2 separate regions of the Capra hircus genome follow, and region 1 is linked to region 2. The links are chromatin contacts, called in public Hi-C maps. All regions are on one chromosome and are shown on one strand. Each heading gives the region's core, a stretch centred on a gene start, on an enhancer-like site or on the middle of the called end of the contact. The rest is flanking DNA. Distances are from core to core; before and after follow the strand shown. Region 1 overlaps SH2D7 (SH2 domain-containing protein 7). Region 2 overlaps TBC1D2B (TBC1 domain family member 2B).

Region 1 (7,747 bases), core at 5,224-7,723, 110 kb before region 2:
GGTTACTATGGGGCTTCAGGTGAGGCCAGGCAGCCCTGTGTTCTTGAAAGCTCTCTCAGCATCCTGGAGGTGTGAATTGGAGGAGCTAGACTGGCAGAGGCCAGAGTTCTGGAGAGGAGCCCTCTGCAGGTGGTGAGGCTGGCCTGAGAGGTAGGCTCCTTGGTCCCCCCAATCCCGACTCCAGCAACTGCTGCCAGAGATAGGGTGACCTCATTTCACCCCAGCCCAGCCCAGGACCCATTATCCTACTGGCCACCAGAGGGCGCCAAACACCCACGAAGCCCTTGGTTTCTGCTCCAGAGGACTGGGACTGGTGTCAAACCCTCAGACAGTGCTCAGATGGGAACTCTGAAGCCCAAGGAGGGGTTGGAACCCGTCCTGGAAAAGAGGAGCCACGGACAAACCTCCTGTCCCCCGCATCTTTGGTCAGCCAGGAGATCCCAAGGCAGTGGGGTCCACTGGGCTGTTTTTTCATTTTCTAGTTGTCCTGTTTATTTCAGGGAACTTTCGTCTACATACATCTCTGCACCCACATTGTATTTGCACAGCAGAGGCATGGTATCCACCTTGTCTACTCTCCACAAAGTACACCCACAAGGTTCAAGGAAAAAACCTCTCAGATTCCACCCATCGTCCCCTTAATGCTGGACCCCAGGACATTGCTCCTGGGAAAGGCTATTGTCTGCCAGAGAGGGGAAGTGCAGGGCACACAGGGGAAGCCAGGCAGGCATGGGGACAGGTGAAGGGAGAACCAGGGCTGCCCAACCTCCCTGGATGGGAGTGTAGAATGGAGAAAGGCAACTGGGGACCTGGGGTTTGGTGCTGGGGGAAAACTGGGCCCTGACCTCTAGCAAGGATCACCCACTCCCTTGACCTTAGTTTCCTCATACAGAATGGGCAGAGGGTTCCCCATCTTGCCAGCCCTACAGAGAGGCACCACCAGAGGGCAGAGAAGTATCCTATCTTGTGCCTGCCCCAGGGCCCCTTCATAGGCCAGTGTGGGGATGTGCCATGGAGGGTGCCCAGACAAGAGCTTGGGCTCTGGGGTCCCGCACTGAGCAGGGATGTGACCTCAAGTCATTTGTCCTTTCCAAGCCTGTTTCTTCATCTGTACTGTGGGGGTTCTAACTGTACCCACTGAAAAGGCTTATGGTGAAAATTAAATGAGATGGAGCCTGAAGTGCTTACATTGTGCTCTTCCTCACTACCACTGATGCTAGGGTTTGGCCAGTTGGCAAGAAGAGCCCTTATGTCTAGGAAGTGCCACCCCCACCCCCGCCCCCGGCCCCCAGCCCCCAACCAACCAGGAGGAGGGGTTTGAGCTAAAACTTGATGGAGTCTGCTACACAGATACATGGGAAGTGCCGTCCACGTAGAAGAAACAGCACGGGCGAAGAAAGAGTTGACAGTTGGGTTGAAAGGCAGTCAGAAGGGTGTTCCCATTCCCTCCATGAGCCTGTGTGGCTCGGCCCTCTGGACGTGTTGCTGGGCTGTGGGCAGCGGTAGTGCCTTTTGCCAAGGATTAGAATCAAATCGTTCCCTGCTCTTTGAAGCCAGGCATGGGGCCTTTCTGAGGGCCTTCTGAGTCTCCTGGCCTCCTTGTCTGGCTAGGGGCCAGAGGCAATGTGGTGCAGTTTAGAAAATGTGGGTCTTAGCATCAACCAGGCCCTGGTCAGCATCCCAGCTTCCCATCCAAGCAGACATCTGACCTTGATTCAGTCATTTGGCCTGTCTGGGCCTTGGTTTCTTTAGCTCTAGAGGGAACACGAAGTCTACTGTGGGGCAGAGCTAGGAGGGCCATTTGGCCTGGGTCTCATGTTCCCAGGAAGCCTCAGATTTGGACATTCCAAGTGTCTCAGGCTAAGTGTGTGCTTGCCGTCGTGCTGGGGGTTTGTGCAGATGGTGAATGTGGGTCTGTTGAATGTGGTGTCCAGAGGTGCCTTGTGGGTGAGCCCCCTTGGTCCCGGTTGGCTGAAGAGCAGGATCCAGTGTCCCCAGAGGGTGCGCGGGGAGGTGTCTGGTGTGACCAGCTTGGAGGAGAGTGGCCTGAGTGTCCCCACCCCCTCCCTGCAGACTTCAACACAGACAACTTCATTTGCAAGGAGGACCTGCAGCTGACGCTAGCCCGGCTCACCAAGTCGGAGCTGGACGAGGACGAGGTGGTGCTGGTGTGTGACAAGGTCATCGAAGAGGCCGACCTCGACGGTGACGGCAAACTGGGCTTCGCAGACTTTGAGGACATGATCGCCAAGGCCCCGGACTTCCTCAGGTGCGGCTCCAAGGGGCTGGCTTGGGTCGGGTGGGCCTCATGGGGGCTGCAGCCGGGAGACCCCTAACAGCAGTGGCGCTGCAGGCCCCGTGCGGCCCAGGAGGCAGGTCAGGCTCCAGGCCCAGCTGCCCCCAGTGTGTGCCTGGTGAGCCCGCTGTCCCCAGCAGGGCCGAGCTCTCGGGGGAAGGATAAGACCTGGGGGCCCTTTGGTCAGGTGGGGTTGGACGCGCAGGCACGGCTGGCCCTCCAGGCCTTCGTTCCCCCGTGTGGATTATTCATGAACTCTGTGTCCTCCCGGAGGGACTGTCCAGGGTTGGACGCGGGGCCTGGTTGGCTTTCTGCGAGGACCTTTACGCACCCGGTCCAGAGCCACTCACCCCTTCTTGCTCTTTCCTTCTTTCCAGCACTTTCCACATCCGGATCTGAGGACAGTGACCAGAAGCCAACCATCCGGCCTGGTGCCCGCATGAGTGTGACCTCCAAGCTCCCCAGGAGTGGAGCTGTGGCCTCGGCGGTTTACACCCACAAACACTTCTTTGGCCCTTTCAGCAAAAAAAAAAAAAAAACCAGGGAAGGGGGGATATCAGGAGTAGGGCCCTTCCCAGTCCCCCTGTGGGCCCTCCCCAGGCCCTCCCTCTCTTCCCCCACTTTCCCTACTCCCATCAGAAATGGCCCCAGTGGGAGGGGGAGGAGGAACCCCTAACTGGGCTGGGGTGCTGACTTGTCCAAGTGCTGGGCAGGCACCCGGGTTGCCCAGGGCAAATGGAAAAACAAAAAGAGGACAAGGTTTAACAAGCTATGCAATCTTTCTCTAGAGCCCACAGCTGGGCTGCACCCCGGGCCCGTCTGTTCCTTCTCCCCAGCCCTTCCCAATGTGAAGCTGTGGGAACCGTGGGTGCAAGGACTCGGCCCCTGTCCACCACCCCATCCGCCCTCCCCGACGACATGGAATCCTCAGTGGTGTGTGCTGTCCAGATTTGTGAACTCCTGGTAGTAAAACACTTTCATGTTCTCTGTTTGTTGACCCCTTTTCTCCTTGAAATCTCCCCATGAGCACCTCACCTCTTGAGATTAAGCTCTGCATTCCCACCTTCGGCACCAACTTTATTTCAGTGCTTGTGTCCTTGGGAGGAGACATATCTGGGCCCCAGATCCTAGGGAGCTCCATGAAGAGCCGATGTTGGGTGAAAAATCATCTCCACGTCCCTCATAGTGAGAGCCATTCCAGCGAACGTCTGTATCAGTCACGGGGCCGGGTCCATGGTGACCAGTCACATAGGGATGGCCGGCAGGCGCCCACTGGCTGGCTCCAGGAACCACCCAGCAGTACTCAGGCTGAGCCCGGGCAGCTGGCCAGGTTTGGGCCTGCGTTAGGAGGGGTCTGAGAGCCACCCCTAAAGACCACCACTGGCTGGAGGCAGAGCACAGATGAGGGTGACCTGGTTATATAGGGAGGCCAGCAAGCACCCACTGGCTGACTCCAGAAACCGCCCAGTGGCGCCCAGGCTGCTGACTCTGCAGCCTCAGGCAGGTTGCTGCTCCTCTCTGGTTCTCTGTCCCTCCCTGCCCGCCACCCGGCTCACTCATCTGCAGCAGAAGGGTCGGACCAGGGTCTGCCCACCTTGCATTATGTGGCCCGCATAAAGGTGGGGGCGGAGAGGGGCAGAGGGGATGGGGCAGAGCTCAGCTGCCCCAGGGTCAGAACCTCCCCTCTGAGATGGCACTCTGCTGCTACTTCCCACCCCGGCTCTCTGATAGGGCCACAATGAGGGGGACTGGTTTTGGTCTCCGGAGCAACTGTATGACATCACTCAGCTAAGATGCCAGCCATGCCACAGGGCCTGTCCCATGCTCAGTAAGTGTTCAGTGGTGGGAGGCCAGCTCCATCAATCGTCCAGGAGCCCCCCAGCCTGCTCATCTTGGAAGCGGGGGGCGCTCACCCCTGCCTTTGGCTGGTCCCCCCTCCTCTCAGGCTGTGACTTCCTCTGGATGGGTGGGAGGCCCTGGGGTGGGGAGTGGGACTCAGTCCTGAGCAGCAGGAGACTGGAAGGTCCCCTCCCACCCTGTTGCTGGTGGGCATCTAGGCTGTCTCGGAGCCTGGTTCCAAAGCAGGCTGGTTGGGTTTGAGGGTCCAAGGGGTGCCTTCAAACAAGCTGAGAGCTTCCTAATAACCTCTGGTGTGGCCCCGGGCCCAGGAATCCCGCTGGTGGGCCGCTGGAAGCCAGGTCTCCTCAAGGTTTGTGCTTCTTATCTGTGAAGAAGAGCCTCCGGAGCTTGTCAGGCTGCAAGGAAGGACAGGATGCTGGAGCCTGGGTCCCGGGACAGGGCAGGGAGAGCCAGGCTCAGAGGGTCCCTCCACAGGGACTAGGAGCTGGGGCCCAAGGCCAGAGAAAGGCCAGGTTGGAATGCAGATACTAATTGCTCCACAGCCCCTCACAGCACCAGAAACTCCAGCCCTCTGGTTGGGATGAAGAACTCGCTCGCTCTCACCCCCTTTCCTTCACTGGGTCTCCGGAGGTCCCCACCCCAGCCCTCTCTGCCTCAGCCACGCCCTAGATAGGATGGGAGGGTGGTGTATGTGGTGCCTTCAGCACCCAGAAGGACTAGGCAGCCGGAGGAGGAGCAGACGGGGGATGTGGCTTATGTAGTTCTTAGAAGGACTGTCCACAGGCAGGATCTGTGGTCCTGGGAGTCAGGACCTCAGAGGCTGTCTTGAACCAGGGGAGTTCCCTGTCCTGGGGTAAGTGGGTACAACCCTGCCCCGAGGGAGGAGCTGGCAGAGCTTCTGGTGAAGGCCTTTCATCTGCGATCTCAGGGTTTCACTGTTTAGGCTGGGAGAGGAGGTCTGCGCATGCTGGAGGTCTGAGGCTGCCGCCTTGGAGGGGGGCTCGCCTGGCTCGTCGGCTGCAGGTACAGGCAAGTACACTGGTGTGAACCCTTGGGAGGGTTCCTCTGCCTCCCTGGGAGCTCTGACTCGCCTCCCTCCATCCTCCTGGTCTTTGCCCCCCCCCCCCCTTTCTCCTTTCTTAGTCAGAAACCCCCAGGAATAACAGTTATCTATTGGCAGCTGTCTCTGGGCTGTATCCTGAGCACACGGGGATGGCTAGCATCATCTCCTGGGCAGCCACCCCTGGACACAGCACAGGACCAGCCCATTTTACAGATGAGGAAATGGAGCTAGATCCTGGGTAGATGCTAAATAAGAGTACAGGATGCCCAGCTAAGTTTGAACTTCAGATAAATAAGGAATAATACAGTACTGGTAACTATGCTAAAAAACATTACTCATTGTTTATCTGAAATTCAGATTAACTGGGTGTGTTGTATTTTATCTTGCTGAATCTGGTGATCTTAGTTGCATGGGAAACTATTTTGCCCAAAGCCACATGGGTAGGGAGTGCCTGAGCCATGGAAAGGGACAAGGCAAGTCAAACCTGGAGCCAGGGTCCTTGTCCACCTCTCTGAGGCTCTGAGACCCCTGCAGTGGCAGGAGTCCTGCCCCAGAGAAAGACTTCAGAAGGGCCTGAAAGTTCCCATCTTACATCCTAACCTCTGCCTCTCCCACCTTCTCCAAGCAGAAGTCAGGGCTGGGAAGTTCTGGGTGTGGTGCTGACCTGACCCACCCGTGTTTGAGGGCCACAGGTTCCCTCCTTCACCAGAAGCTCCCTGCGGGCTGGCAGCCACCCCGCCCCACCCTGGAGCCCACCTTGTGTGTCTGTCCAGCCTCCTTGCTCCTGGCTGCTTGGATTTGTGTGTCCGTCCAGCCTCCTTGCTCCTGGCTGCTTGCTCCTGGGATTTGTTCATAGGTGTGTCTGGGCTCTGGGAGCTCTGGGACCCCCGAGATCCTCTCATAACCACAGTCCATGAACCCTGAAAGCTTGCTGTATGTGGGGCTCATCCCAGGGTAGGGGGTCCTGGCTGGGCCCCCCCAGCAGACTGCAATCTGCTCATAGGCACTGCCGCCTTCCCTGCGTGGCACATCCCTGGCATCCTCAGGGAGGTCTTCTGTCCAGATGGACTCGTAGGTGTCTGCACAACTGCTCTGGGAGCAGGGCTGGGCCCCACAGCTCAGTTTTGAAGACCCCTGGCTCCAGGTAGCCCCTGAGGATCCTGAGGCCTCAGAGCTGGAAGGCAGGAGGCGGCCCCAAGAAGTGGGAGACACTCTAGGGCCCTGGTCTGGGCTCACCCCAGACAGGGCAGGTCCTGGGCCATCAGGCTTGTTCTGGCTTCCATCTGAAAGTCTCCTCGGGGCCTCCTTGCCTGGAGAACAGGCCTGGCTGCCACCTGGAACTGGCCCCTGCCAGCCGGATACATCCGTGCCCAGGCCTAGCCGGGCCTGGTTCATCTTTCTCAGGTCTGCATAGATGATGTTGTTGGAGCCTCCAAAAGAGTTGCTCAGATGGGAAGCTCTCCTCTCCGGGAGCGGGGGCGCCTTGACAGGGGCCTGGAGAGAGGGACAGAACTTCTGAAAGATTACCCTGCCACCAGGCTGCCCTCAGCTAAAATGAAGCTCGCTCAGAGAAGCTGAGGACCTTGGCCTTGGACTCATTTACCTGACTGTTATGTACAGGGGTTGGTGGACATTCAGGGTCCCTGCCAGCTTCATGTTCTAGGACTCCTGAGTATGGTCCTTACATTGGCATTCAAGGTCAGGGGTCATGAGCTCTGTCTCCCACCGGAGATCATCCTGTCCTGCTCCTCTCTCCCCTGCCCCCCAGGGAGACCCCTGCATTCACCCACTTACTGCTCCCTTCACCTTCAGAATGGGCTACCCTCAAGTCCATCAATTGTGTAATTATTCAACAAATATTTAGTAAGAACTGTGTAGACACTGTCCCAGGTGCCAAGGGCTTCATAATGAGCAAGACCACCTCTCGGAAGTTTACATTCTAACCTGGAGATGGGCAACATACTACTCTTGTTTTTGTTTAATGTGGCTGATGTAATACATGATATAATAGCATGCATGCTCAGTCACTCAGTCGTGTCTGACTCTCTGCAACCCTATGGACTGTAGTCCACCAGGCTTCTCTGCCTATCACAGCAAGAATACTGGAGTGGGCTGCCATAGCCTTCTCCAGAGGATCTTCCCGACCCAGGGATCGAACCCGCATCTCTTGTGTCTCCTGCATTGGCAGGCGGATTCTTTACCTCTGAGCCACCTGGGAAGCACCCCCATATAATAGTGTATCACAAGATAATATACTGTCAGCTCATGATCGGTACCATGAAGAAGAACAAAGCTGAGGAATGGGATCTGGACAATGGCAGGTGGGAGATGGGATATTTTCCACAGTTTAGGCGGTCCTTTCTGAGGAGAGGGCATCTAAGCAGAGAATGGCATGCAGCGAGGGTAGCAGCCATGTGGGCATCTGGTGGGAAGAGTATTCCAGGCAGTGGGTCAGCAAGTGCAAAGGCCCTGAGGTGGGAACAAGGCTGGCGTGTTTAAGGAAGATCCAAAGGTGAGTGAGGTTAGAG
Region 2 (7,150 bases), core at 3,780-6,279:
GGGAACCACAGGAGTCCTTTCACTGACCAACATTTGGAGCGTATTAATGTTCTTCAAGCTCTGTTGACTGCCACCCATAAGAAGAACGTTTTATCTCACAACCTGGGACGCATATACTGAAGAGTCTGCTACTGGAACAGGAGAATTTGTTGAAATAGTCCCAGTGCTCGATGCAGACCTGTGCTGTGCCCTCTGCTATTTTCTAATTACACTGTGTATCACATATTTAAAATGCTCGTCATGACTCACTAAACTGACTCTGATCCACTGATGGGTGACCACCTCCTTGACAACCACCAGTTGCCCCTCCTGATGCTCATAAGAAGAGAAGGCGGCTTCTCTTCTTGGCCAGTGTCATGAGAAGTGGTTGGGCAGCATCAGCCAGGAGGAGCTGCAGGGCACCAGCACTGAGGGGTCCTGGGACAGGGGCTGTGTGTAGCCAGAGAGAGGGGCCTGAGGACCATTCTCCCCTGTGGTTCTCTTGAGTGAGGCAAGGGGACCAGGGAGGTGGATGTTGGGAGAAGATACTGGCTGGGGCCATACCTGGCATCCTTACATGTCACCACTACTGTTAGGATCTTTCGCCTGGGAAGTGGGTTTTCAGAATTTTTTCAGGCTTATTGCCGTATCAACAATAGGATATCCGAGAACGCCTGTCCTGGGGTGAACCTTGGGAGTATTCGTTAATCCCCGGTCAAGACAACGAGAATGGTGTGAGGTGAACTTCACTCCGAGAGCTAATGCCTGTGGAGGGCATCCTGCTCCAGCCCGGGACAGTTTGGTGTGGGTTGTGGGTGATGCCCTGCAGGGTGGCAGAGACACAGGCAGAACTGGGCCATGGTTGGTCGTGCGTGCTCCTGCAGCGCCACCTGGTGAGTGACTGCAGGAAGTCAAGGTCCCCTGGACCCAGAGTCCTGGCTGCCGCAGGACTCTCCCGGGGGTGTTGCAGGACTGCAGATGCCTGCGGTGGTGGGGCCCCACCTCTGTAGCAGGGCCCCAGTGCTCAATAAGCTCCCCAGATCAGTGGTTCCAAGGAACAGCAACTGTGCAGGACACTGGTTCCACAGACTAGGAGGCAGGAATTCCCAGTCAGATGTGGTCGGGAGAGGTGGGTAAAACAAGTCTGAGTCAGGACTCTTGGGGACCTCTCACGTGCAAAGTATCGTCTTCTGAACTTAGCTGACACAGGGCATTTCTCACCTCTCGATTAGACCTTCCAGGCCCCAGGCAGAGTGGGGTGTGGTTTCCACGCTGCCGCAGGCTGCGTTAATGGGCAGTAGTGACGGCCTGGTGGAGGCAGCGGACAGTATCAGCCTAATTTGGTTTTTCTGTAGCAAGGAAGGGCCTGGACACCTCGATGCCAGGTGTATGGAACCCATGACTGACAGCTGTCAGAGGAAAGGGGCTGGCCCTGCAGGTCTGGTTCCCCGTTCCTGGCCAGCGTCTTGTCTCACCGAGAGCCGCACTGAGCTGTGGCTGTGCTCAGGCCAGTCCTGCTCACTGGCTCTGGAACACGCTCTGGGGAGCTCAGCTCTGAGAGCCAGGCTTTCTGACCCTTTACCTTCTGGCAGGAGCGTCATCTGGCTTGGTGTGAGGCATGTCTAAGAAGTGGGTGTTTAAAAATATCAGAGGGAGGGATGCTAAGGGCGTGTGTCTTCTCACCTGTGTACACCTTATAGTAAAATGGCCCACGTGACTGAGGAGTAGCAGGAGTAAACGGGGAGGAAGCTGGGGGGAAGTCCAGTGACATTTCTGTTTCATCACAGCTTCTCCTGGGGTAAGAGTGTCAGGCCTTTGGTCCCTGCTGCTGGGGCCTGCAGGAGCGGGGCAGGGGCTGAGGGGTGGAGGAACCGGCTCTGTGACAACTGCAGAGACGTGGCATGGTTAGTGTCAGAGGTCCATAGCCAGGCCTTGGGCACGTTCTAGTTCCATTTTTACTAAACTGCTGGCCAGTGGTAAGGGGCAAAACCCATGATTTTTAAATATTTACTGTGGTGGGTGCCTAGACCTGGGCATAGTATGAAACCTATGAACTGCACACTTCTCCGTACGCTTCATCTTAATACCTGTCACACCACTGACTTGGCCTGACAGTTGTCCCCAGGTTCGCTGGGGCATCTGTGCATCGGTTCACCCCGTCAGTCGGTCCAGCTGCGCTTTCCTGAGGGCGCCCCGCACCAGGCCTCATGCCGGTTCTGAGGCCGCAGAGGCCCACCACCGCTGAGCAAGTCTTGATGGCCCTCAGCGGCGACTCGAGTAAACCCATGTGGGAGGTGGCACTGCTGTCACCTCAGTGTACAGATGGAATGGGGGCTGAAAAGGGGGAGCTTCCCATGTTCCGTGTCATGCAGGGAGTGTGTGGTGGAACTGGTTCCAGGCCGTCATCTGGGGTGTGCCCTGCGGCCTCTGTGTGTGCACTGGCCTCTGAATGACACACCCACGTCAGGCCCTCTGCACGGTGTCTGGGGTCCGTCTCCCCATGCCCCTGGGCACCCAGGCCAGGCTGAACTCTCGCCTGACCCCCCCGATGCTCTGTCTCTGCTGTGTTCCACTAGGAAGCTGATTGGGATCTCCTTTGGGGACCTGAACCCATTCCCCCTGCGGCAGATCCGGAACCGGCGGGCCTACCACTTGGAGAAGGTCCGGCTGGAGCTGACGGAGCTGGAGGCCATCCGGGAGGACTTCCTGCGCGAACGGGACACCAGCCCGGACAAAGGCGAGCTGGTCAGTGACGAGGAAGAGGACACCTGAGTGCTGCCCCACACCCCCGCCCAGGACGCTGCTCTCCTTGCAACCAAAGTGTGCCAAAGGGTGAACTGCAGAGACGCCTGCCCTCGTTCCACATCCAGAATGTAACATCCGGGGTCTCTGGAAGTCTGCTGGGCAGACGTCCAAAGCCACACTGCACTTTCTCGTTTCCACTCGGGTCTCCTCTGTTTACAGCCGTCTGCATGCCATGGCAGATGCTGCTCCTGTCCCATCATGCTTTCCGCCTGATTGGTACCTCACCGGGCTTAGAGCTAGCTCGTTTCTAGAGCCTGTTTACAGTATCTGTCAGCTGTGTTGATGTCTCTGCCCTTAGGAAACCTTCCATGGGCCGTCTGCCCTGTGGTCGCTCCTGTACATAGTGGGTGCTCATAGGCACTGTTTTGAACGGTAGCCATGGAGGACGCCCACCACGCCTCACACACTCCTGGGCCAGGGTCTGACTGCTTTGGGTAACATAAGGCTCGTGTGAAAGAAGGGATTTTCTTAGGAAAGCAAGCACATCCCTTGTTCAGAAATGGCCTATGGAAAGCCCACAGACCTCATGCTGATGGCTTCAAGGAGCTGGCCCTGCCCCACTTCTGGAATAGCTTCTGCCCTTCAATGCACAGCCTTTCAGACAGTAACTCCCAACCTGCTGGTGGAAGGCCGGGCTCTCCAGACACCCCACACTTGCTCCTCTGCCTACACTGCTCCAGATGGATCTGTGCAGAACCTTTCTTTCCATCTTAGAGTTGACCCTGGGCTCATTCTACACATGTGGATGGGATTCTAAGGAAACCGCGGATCATGGTCCTACAGAGCAGGCCCACCCCTGGGCCGGCCTTGGTGGAGGGGATGCAGGGAGCTGTTCCGGGAGTGCTTTCAGGGTGGCGGTGCAGCTGCAGAGTGATTGCTGTCAGGCAGCTGGAAGCCATGGCTTCCTTGGGAACAGCCAGTGTGCTGGGCTGGGGTGGTGGGAGGCCAGCTGCCAGGGCCTGAGGTACCTTCACTTGAGGTCAGAACTTTGGTGAGCCCTCCCAGGGGCGTCCCGTCCCCACTGCCACGTTGAGAAATCCTGTACTCAGCAGCCGTCCTCCCCTGTGGGGTCACTACCATCCCCAGTGTGTCAGGCTGCCCAGGCAGTTCTGGGATACTTAGAGCAGGACCCTTCTGAAGGCCCGGAAAGAGGCTCTGTGCAAGGAAGATTAGTTTTGCATAATCATTCTGTGGACCATCCCTGATGTACTGATGTGAGGCTGTTTTCCTGGACAATATTAGTCAAATAGGAAAGAAAAAGTTTTTAGTGGATTTTTTTTTTTTCACTACCTGGAAAAAATTGGAACTAACCCCTGGTGGACATTAAACACACTCAGATTATTGAAGCACTGTAACTTGAAGAAGTGCTTTTTTTTCATGAGCATAGTTTTTCCTTTCTGGCTGTCAGGGTTCTAGCAGTCTCGTAGCCTGGACAGCGTTTCAGCAGATTAGACCAAGTTCCATTTTTCTGTCTTTGGTTAAGCTGGTTGGTTTGATTTTTCACTGTGTCCAGGGAGCTGGCCTCCATATGTAGGTATCAAAATGTATGTTGTTATTATTTTGGTCTTCAGGAATTGAGGCCAGACGTCTCCGGGAAGTCGTCTTGTGAGTGGGTTCACTCTGAAGCGAGGCTGCAGCCTCGCTCTGCACAGACCCCCACAGGACCACTGGGGCTGGTGGAGACCGCCTCCCGCCTCTGCCGCCAGCCTAGGGGCCGGCAGCCTCTGGGGATGGCAGGAGGAATGGGGCTGGACAGCGCCAGCTTCCTTGAGATTTTAGTTTCCCCTAAGGTGATTTCCCCTGGAACTGTCACATCCTGGGGACTAACATGCTGACTTCAGCAATAGGCTTGTTTTGTCCTCCCTGCCTTGAAAAGACTTATCTTACAAGCACCTGAATTGGGCCCGGGCACCTGCCGTGTGTGGCTGAAGCCCCTGGTGTCGGCCGTTCCCTGAGCGGTCAGTGGGGTGTTAGTATTTCCAGGCTGTCACCGTCAGTGGCCAGGCAGTGGGTGTGGGACAGCAGAGAGAGGTCATGGAGGGAATGGGCCAGGAACACTTGCTTGTGCAGAGGTGGGAGAGGCATTGCCTGACCCGATTGCAGACTGGGGACAGGATGGGGCCAACTCCTTCTCCACAGCTGTCGGGGCTGTCCCCACTACTTCGAGCCAGCGCTTCCCTTCTTGTGCTGCGGAGGAAAGAGTAGCTCCGTATCCTCCCCTTCTGACAGGCGCTGCCTCCATCCCAGCCTGGGGCGGGGCAGCCTTCAGCCAGCTTCCCAGACGCGCACACCACGGCCAGGGGAGCCGCCCTTATCACACCAGGTGGGAACTGCCAGCTTTCATGTTGGTGAGTTCTTTTTTTATGGGTTGAACATTTGTTTATATTTTTGTATATTTTCACTACAGTTTATATTTTTATAGGCTATTTTTATCAAGGTTTTCTAGATTATGTACATCTATTTTGTATAACATGGTCTCTCGTGTGTATGTAAACCTGAGCCTCCAGAACCACTGTTCATGTCTGTACCCTCTCTGACTTCCAGTCTTGACCATCACTGACTTCCCCTGTGTACACGTGGGCCCACTTCTTACCCCAGGTAGCCTTGGGGCTACTTGCAGTCATGCTGACAGCTGTCCCACACCAGCCAGGACTGTTGATTGCTGGGAACGGCTCTGGCTTCTGTTATATCAATATAGGAAGCACTCTAGGCAAATAGCCAGTCCGCTGTTGTTAACTAAATGTTTGTATTACTGCACAAATCCCACTCCTCACTTTGCATGCCGTTGCCTTCCTGCCTGTGTCCTGGGAGGCTGGATGCCAGCAGTGGCGGACTCGGGGTATTGCCAAGTGACTCTTTTCCTTCCATGTCCCAGCAGCTTCTGTGCTTATCTTCCAGTTAAATTTTGGAATTGTCCTACTAAAAGGCAAAATAAACTAATTTGTATAACATTCTGACTTGAAATGCAGTTACATTCACTTGTGAAGGGACTCAGCCCCAAAGGCTTGAAAGGTGGGACAGGGCTTAAGTGGGGTTGGGGGGTGGCTCTCGACCTTCCACTGTGTATTTCTGCATCCCTGCCTTTGGTTTGCTCTGAGCAGGTGGGACAGAATGCCTTCAGCCCTGGAAGGCCCTGAAGCCATGGCCAAGCTGCAGTTGAGGGCTGGGCACACAGGGTGGGTCAGGGGTCAGGAGCCAGGAGCCGGAGTTCCCTGTGTCCAGAGCAGCCCCTAAACCATCGGACAGCAGGCACCCCTCCTTCCACCAGCAGTGACGTGCCCTGCCTGAGTCACGGGTTGTTTGCCTCCTGCCTAGGCTGACAGCTCAGGCCCAGCTGCCGCTGGGGATGCCACTCCCTCACCCCCCATCATCGGAAAAACACACGAGAATGATTAAGACCAAATATCTTGCCACAGTGTGACGGCGTGAGGGAGCTCCAGTAGAGATTCCCAGACAGAGCAGGCGAGGAGCTGGGGAGTTTACCTCTTCCCGAGACCCGGATTCAGCGAGGCTTGGTGCTCCTGGGGTCACAGAGCACAACAGCAGTGGGCCAACTGGGACTGGGACCAGCGCTAGCCCCTGCTCCCCATTCCTTGTAAGGGCTTGCCGTAGTGGAAGGCCCTGGGAAGCCATTCCTCAGAGCAGGGGTCCCCGGGGCCACAGAACAGAATGTGAGTGGAGAAGGGGGACAAGCCCCTTCCAGAAGCAGCACTCGTGAGCAGACTATAAAACGGTCAAGCCCAAGGTTCACAGCCAGAGGTGAGGGCCAGAGCCTGTTCAGGTCACTTCCTGGCCTTCAGCCTCTGCACCCCTCACCAGGGCCCAGGACACACTTCAAAACACCTCGTGCCCATCTGCTCCCTGTGTATTCACCACAGTCTGGCTCCGTGGAACAAGGTGTGGCAGGCAGGGAGGGGCTGGTGTGGCAGCTGCTGGGTGGCAGGACCACGTGTCAACAGAGCAAGAGCCAGCACCTGGGACTGCCAGTGAGGAAGGAGCCAGCCCAGCCCTGTCCCTGAGCACAGAGATAAAAGGGCCAACAACGGTGGGTCTGACCTGTCTGCTCCTCCCCCCTCCTGGTACAGACAGACTTGACAGGTGAAGCCGGGGCCAGGGATGTGTCCATGGGGTTCACTCCAGGGGTAGACCCTGCTGGTGACAAGATGGGCCTTGCTTCTCAAGGGGGTGTGGCTCAATCCCTGTGAAATGCAGGGGTCTGGAAAGGGCCGGGTGGGGGGCTGAGCAGGGGCCATGAAGTAAGGGTTGGGACCAGCACCCCCTGGGCCTCTGCCAGGCTGTATCTGTGCCCAAAAAACCTTCCCACCACCTGTTACCAGCACACACCTCCTCTAGAAGCCTGCGTCTG

Evidence for each region. A called contact is a pair of places that touch in the nucleus more often than the background predicts.
Region 1: a Hi-C map of blood shows a contact between it and region 2, with 8 times the contacts expected there. The contact joins two enhancer-like sites. A contact is called at or near these places in 2 of 5 Hi-C or Micro-C datasets (both in blood).

Annotation. Positions count from the first base shown.
Region 1 is chr21:30,083,622-30,091,368 of ARS1.2, reverse strand. SH2D7 (SH2 domain-containing protein 7) reads right to left here. Exons shown (of 6, transcript XM_005695184.2): 5 at 5,976-6,713; 6 at 3,357-4,551. The coding sequence ends at 4,501. CIB2 (calcium and integrin-binding family member 2) reads left to right here. Exons shown (of 6, transcript XM_005695085.3): 5 at 2,074-2,269; 6 at 2,674-3,281. The coding sequence ends at 2,695. Among named protein-coding and RNA genes, the nearest start is that of SH2D7, 10 kb to the right of the region's middle. Within about 2 kb of position 6,473, at least 1 of the 5 cell types and tissues checked has an H3K27ac peak or open chromatin away from gene starts, as enhancers often do.
Region 2 is chr21:29,972,055-29,979,204 of ARS1.2, reverse strand. TBC1D2B (TBC1 domain family member 2B) reads left to right here. Exons shown (of 13, transcript XM_005695084.3): 13 at 2,556-5,741. The coding sequence ends at 2,751. Among named protein-coding and RNA genes, the nearest start is that of TRNAS-CGA, 4.9 kb to the left of the region's middle. Within about 2 kb of position 5,029, at least 1 of the 5 cell types and tissues checked has an H3K27ac peak or open chromatin away from gene starts, as enhancers often do.